Regions from separate parts of the Salmo salar genome. Here region 2 is linked to region 1. The links are chromatin contacts, called in public Hi-C maps. All regions are on one chromosome and are shown on one strand. The core of a region is the stretch at or near the end of the contact, and the rest is flanking DNA. Distances in the headings are between cores, read along the strand shown.

Region 1 (3,087 bases), core at 288-2,787:
CTCATGTTCTGCACAGTCTAACATTGCTACTGATTCTCTTGGTAAAAGCTTTGTTGACTTCTGCAACACCCCACTCTCTCCCCATTTATGCAGCCCTTTATCAACTTGTGGAGGGGAGGATGTTTAGAGGCAGCATGATGATGTAATCAAACATTTATGCTTGATCCCGAAAATGTGGTCGGAGGCACCGTATGTATGATGTGACTCAATGGCGGAGCCTCGGGTGGCATGCAGAGGCCAGGTTGAGATAATTTTGTAACAACGCTGAGGGGCTTCATATAGCTCAGCATTGACATAATTAGTGGCGGAAGATCCTCTATAAACACAAACTCACTTCCTTGACAACAGCTCTGCCCTGCACCCCGACGAGCAAAACGTATTAATATGCCCTGTCTTCTGCAGAGGCCGTATCACCGTAAATGCTGCATGGACAATGCAGCGCCTTTACTCGTTCCCATTCCCCCCCCGGGCCGTACACAGGACCAGCAGCGACGCGCAACACAGGTCATGGCTAGAAGGGATACAGCGTTTGTTACATTAACATAAAAGTTTGAGATTTTTCCCCCATAATCCTTTTCCTAATTCTCTGAACCTGCTACGTAAATTCTAACCTGCTACGAAAGGCCAAATCTGACAAATACTGTATCAAATCGAGTCATAACCCGGTTCGGATGATTTCATTTCCCTTTCTTTTGAGCAGTTTCTCGAGGCCCGAGGACACCTTTGTTGTTGTTGTTGGTGCGGCGAGAGATAATGTTGGGATGGGGAGGATATCATCAGACAGACAGGAGGAGGACAGTAGTTAGCTACAGCAACACGACTCGAAATGTCTGTGTGATGAAAGGGCCACATCATCCCCGACTGTTGTTTACGAACTCAGCTGCTTCACCGGCTACACTTATCATGGCTTTGATACGTCCTATACCTGCGCTATTGTTACCTTTTACCAGCACAGCTGACAAGACAAACATCAACCTTAAAACAATACCGAAATATATTGCCAGCTATCTGTTATATGGTATCTATTTTTATTCTTGCCTTATCGCCGCCTTTGAGAGAAGTGATATTCTGCGGTTGATATCCCGGATTCGTATAAAAAACATCACACAGATTAACCAGATACTAGTGTGATTAACCAGATAGATACTCGAGTGATTAACCAGATACTGGAGTGATTTAACCAGATACTCGAGTGATCGCTCTGTTAAAATGGAAAGCAGTCCGTAGGAGGTAAGATCAGGTGGGACCATTCTAGCCAATGAGAGGACAGATCTCCAATATAAAGTTATTTTTTTTCTCTCAAACATTTCCGCGATATCACGTGTCCTACTTATACCGGTCCAGTCATAACAACTTCAGCAATACGAAACTTCTATTCGATCAAATAAACCACACGTAGCAAATAAACCATTACTGTTTTAAAAAAAAAAAATTCAACACTCATTGTGGGCTGTGATTGTAAAATAATTATTTGTTCTTAATAACTGACTTGCCTAGTTAAATAAAGGTTAAATAAAAAACTTTCAAAAACGCCACCTGCTGGATAAGACAGATTTTGGGCCCATTTATCCGTCTCGTTTCGTCTCAACCTCTGATTATCATCCTCCTCCTCCCAGGGCAGCTGTGCTGTTTTTGCCAAATGCTGTTTTAGCTTCTCACAGTTTATGCGACAAAAACAGAGGCAACCGAAGTTTTGGTTTCCAGAGCCCTTATTTTTCTGGCTTGGTAATGGAAATGGACCGTGTTAAACAGTTCTACCATTGGCTAGTTGGAGCTAGCTAGTGAGCTAACTGGACGGATTTTATTACTGCCAGAAAGCGAAATATGACGTTTCCCCCACCTTGATATTTGATACTTTTTTTTCGACCAGTAAAGTCTAGATAATCGTGGCTTTGGAACGGACAGAATGTATTATTATGGCTGAGACCAGAGCATGACAGACATTATATCCATCATTCATCTACCCTGGTGCTCCTTCCTGTCCAGTACGCCGCGGGGTGAGTAGTCCGTCCGGGGGAAGCGCAGAATACCATCATCTTATGCGCCTCTTGGGTGTCGGGGCGAGAGGTGCTCAGTATTCCCAGAGCAATTACGTCGAAGGGAGAGGACGACGTTGCCTTGCCATCTCAGGATTAAACCATGGCTAATGAACCTGTCATCCTTAATGTGTATGATATGGTAAGATTGTGTGTTTTCACTCAGTGCCGTTATTTTGCATGGGAATCAATGTAACATATTTAACCTACTATTGTCACACACGTATACACACACACACAAGATACAATATTTAGTCTCTTTGCAAACACACACACACGATTTGTTCTATCCTCGTGGGAACCTAAAATTAATTTCTGTTCAAAATCCTATTTTCCATAACCCAAACCCTAAACCTAACCCCTAAGCCTAATTCTAACCCCTTTGTCCTCAAGGGGATGTGGGAAATGTCACCACGAGGGATTCTTTTTCTTGTTTTACTATCCTTGTGGAGACTTTTGGGTGATTTTAGGGCCCCACAAGGATAGAAGAACCAACACACACACACACACACACACACACACACACACACACACACACACACACACACAGACACAGGGATGGATTTGACAACCAGGAAGGTGCATAGTTGGCTCCTCACCTCTCCTCTGATGTCTCCAGGCCAGCAGTCATAGATGAGGACCCCGGTGGAGCTGAAAGTCACAGCTGCTCAAAACGCCTGATTAAATCCCAGTGTTGCTCTGCTTTGCTGGGAGTAGGGACAGACTGGGACCATAAATCAGCCCGGGCATTTCTACCACACCGGCCTATTGTGATAACAGTATTTTGCTTGAAACCCCACAATTTAGGCCCACTGGGCTAAAGATGTACCGGCCCATCTGGCATTTGCCCGGACTGCTCTATGTCTGGGACCCTCTGGTTGGCACACTACAGGTCATGCAGGGGCTGCTGGAGAAGGGCGCGACCCCAGAGAGAGAGAGAGAGAGAGAGAGAGAGAGGAGAGAGAGAGAGAGAGAGAGTTGCAACCTCAGAGAGAGAGAGAGAGAGGGTCGACCCCAGAGAGAGAGAGAGAGAGAGAGAGAGAGAGAGAGA
Region 2 (3,038 bases), core at 52-2,551, 200 kb before region 1:
GCCGTTTGATGCCACGCAGACCCGGCGGTGAAACAGCAGTCACTATCAGTCGTTTTGAATCTTGAGTGTTTAGCTGACAAAGTCATGTCAATTGTAAGGGTGCCCATGTTGCTGGGGGATCAGAAGTGTACGGTGAGAGAGAGACAGGTGGAGGTAGTGGTCAGAGTAGTGCAGAAGGTGTGGTATGCTGAGGCAGTGAAGAAAGTAGAGGAGGATGGGTCAAGGGATCCTGAGAGGATGCCTGTGAGTAGTGAATCTGTGCCAGCACAACAGGGTTCAGCTGATGTAAGAAGGGCTATATAAATACATTTGATTTGATTCAGCCAACGAGTGATATGGTTCAGTAAGGTTGGCTTCATAGCATCTGTTATCAACTCCCGCACCTCTCTGATTCAGAGGGTTAAATGCAGAAGACACATTTCAGTTGAAAGCATTCAGTTGTACAACTGACTAGGTATCCCCCCCTTTTCCCATTCTCAACTGTATTGCAGAAATGGATCCCAAAGGACATCCACTCATCCAACAAACTTGACAACTGTGGGAAGCATTGGAGTCAACATTTTATTTATTTTAATTAACCTTTATTTAACCAGGTAGGCTAGTTGTGAACAAGTTCTCATTTACAACTGCGACCTGGCCAAGATAAAGCAAAGCGACACAAACAACAACACAGAGTTACACATGGAATAAACAAACACACAGTCAATGGGCCAGCATCCCTGTGGAATGCTTTCAGACACCTTGAAGTCCATTCCCTGACGAATTGAGGCTGTCCTGAGGGCAAAAGTGGGTGCAACTCAATATTAGGAAGGTGTTCCTAATGGTTTTGTACATTATTTCTCTAATCATTCCCCTGAATTTGTGAGCAAGGTCACTTTATGTCCACATGGGGGCAGGATCTTACAGTACAGTAACCAAACTGCACAATGGCAGAAGTTGACTCACAGTGAAATCATATAAGCCTATTTTATTACAGCCACTACTGTTCAAACATAGTCATATGTTAAATATGTTCCCATGAAGCATGATTTAAAAAAAAAAAATGTATGTCATTTTCGAGTTTCTAAGTTGCATCATTTCAAAAACTGGAGCAATTGAAATCATGCAAAAAAAAATTTAGGCTGTCTTTAATTGTCATAAGCAATAATGATAAACTAGCAAGGTATACTTATTTTGTAAACTATAAATAAAAATGAGGTACACAAACTTGTGTTCCACGACTCTTTCCCTGGACAAAAAGTGGGGGTTTCCCCCCTCCCTCCCTCCCTGTGCTTACGCAAACTCACTGCCTGTCTACGCAGGACGCAGGAGTGAGCAAGTGACTGGCTGAGATTCGGGCAAGACAACGCACCGACGTTGAGTTAAGGAGTTAAGGGACGAACCATCTTCCCAACGATAACAACAACAACAAAAAAACACATCAACAAGCGCTTCTGTTGTGCCGCTGGACACTGGATAAAAACATGCCTCTGACTATTCTAATGGGAATTGTTATTTAAAGTGCGCGATTAACCGAAGCAGGAAAATATGATGTTTGTTGAAGTAAAACAGAGGAGAAAGTTTACTCCTTTTTTTTTTTGGGAATTGAATGAATAGTCCTTGTGCCTACAACATAGCTAACTCGCAGTGCACCAAGGCCATGATAGACAGCCTTTGCATACAGATGTGTTCTCTCTCTAGCTAGCTAGCTATCAGGTGATAGCGCTAAACCTAAATTACAATAGGTAGTAACATAACGTTTAGTCGTGACATTTATCTGAAATGGCTAACTAGCTGGATATGTTTAATTTTTTTGTTTTGTTTTTATCTAACAGGCTAACTATCTAAAATAGCAGTTTGCCAGTTAGCTTAGCTAACTAGCTAACAATTGGTGTTTATTAGCTAGTTCGCTAGCTAGAAACGCTTGAAAGGAAAGCCTGAGTTGGCTAACTAATTAGCTAGCGAGCTAGGCGAGCTACCATATTAACTAGCTAGTAAATGAGACCGCTAACAAGTGAGTTGCTAGCCTAGCTAGCTAGCACTTTGTAAAATTTTAATATCAGGTTATCGCTAACTAGCTTATATTGGCTTTGCACTTAAATTAGCTCGCTAACAGTAATACGTGTTTTTTTTTCTTCTAGTTAGCATTACCAAACCTTGCTCGATTTGGTGTACGGTTTAGCTAGTGTTATTATTATCTTAGTTTACCTCAAGCTGATTTTTATTTTTTTCCACCGTGCCTGGACTGACCCACCCACAAGGACTAACCGGGGGCCGATGCTGACAATCCATCCCGGATCACGGCACCGGATCACGGCAACGTAAGGAGCCATGCAGCCGCAACAAATATACGACTTTTCAAGTGACGAGAACAGTCACAAATGGCGAGGCCTCTTCGTCCAAGCGTTGCGAAAGGTACATTTATCAACCATATTAATTATCTTTTTTAATGTGGTTAGTTGGTGAGGTGATGGAAACAATAGTTACTGACATGTCTAGCAACTGTTTCTATTTCATTATTTTATATATTACATTATTTTATATACACATGTTTCCCCACTGTAGATTATACTGCATTTAACATATACCAACAAAAAATATGCAACTTGGCTCTGAGTCGGAGCGTCAAATGTCTACATGTTGTAGGTAGAATATGATGGTCCTTTCGTTATTTTTTTAAGAAGGATCATGTTTTGACTCATGTTTTGCAATACAGATGCAGGCCTAAATGTAAAAGTGAAACGAGAGCGACGTCATCCAATAACCTGAGTTGAGATCAGAGCCGAACTGAAATGAGTGGGATGGCTCTTAATCGTTAACTACCTCGTAAATGCTGCATTTGCCTTGTGTAAAAGGTTGTCCGAAACCCGTCTCCCCCCCCCAGCCTCTCACAATATGGATTAGCCTGTTATTTACTAGGTAAAAGCAACATGACTCCGTGTTTAAGTGTCCTGTTTCTCAAGTCACAGGTTTCAAAACTGTTTTAAGGAAGTTTCGAGATGACAAGCAACTTCACAGCACAGTCCTGCTAAACATTTTTTGATTAGTGATTGACACAA

What was found. A called contact is a pair of places that touch in the nucleus more often than the background predicts.
Region 2: a Hi-C map of gill shows a contact between it and region 1, with 2.9 times the contacts expected there. The contact joins the promoter of sos2 here to the promoter of LOC106602928 in region 1. A contact is called at or near these places in 2 of 3 Hi-C or Micro-C datasets (gill and muscle).

Annotation. Positions count from the first base shown.
Region 1 is chrssa01:5,889,455-5,892,541 of Ssal_v3.1, reverse strand. LOC106602928 (deubiquitinase DESI2) reads left to right here and starts at 1,537. Exons shown (of 5, transcript XM_014195986.2): 1 at 1,537-2,178. The coding sequence starts at 2,140.
Region 2 is chrssa01:6,090,082-6,093,119 of Ssal_v3.1, reverse strand. It overlaps sos2 (son of sevenless homolog 2 (Drosophila)), which reads left to right and starts at 1,301. Exons shown (of 24, transcript XM_045708881.1): 1 at 1,301-1,695; 2 at 2,241-2,394. The coding sequence starts at 2,311.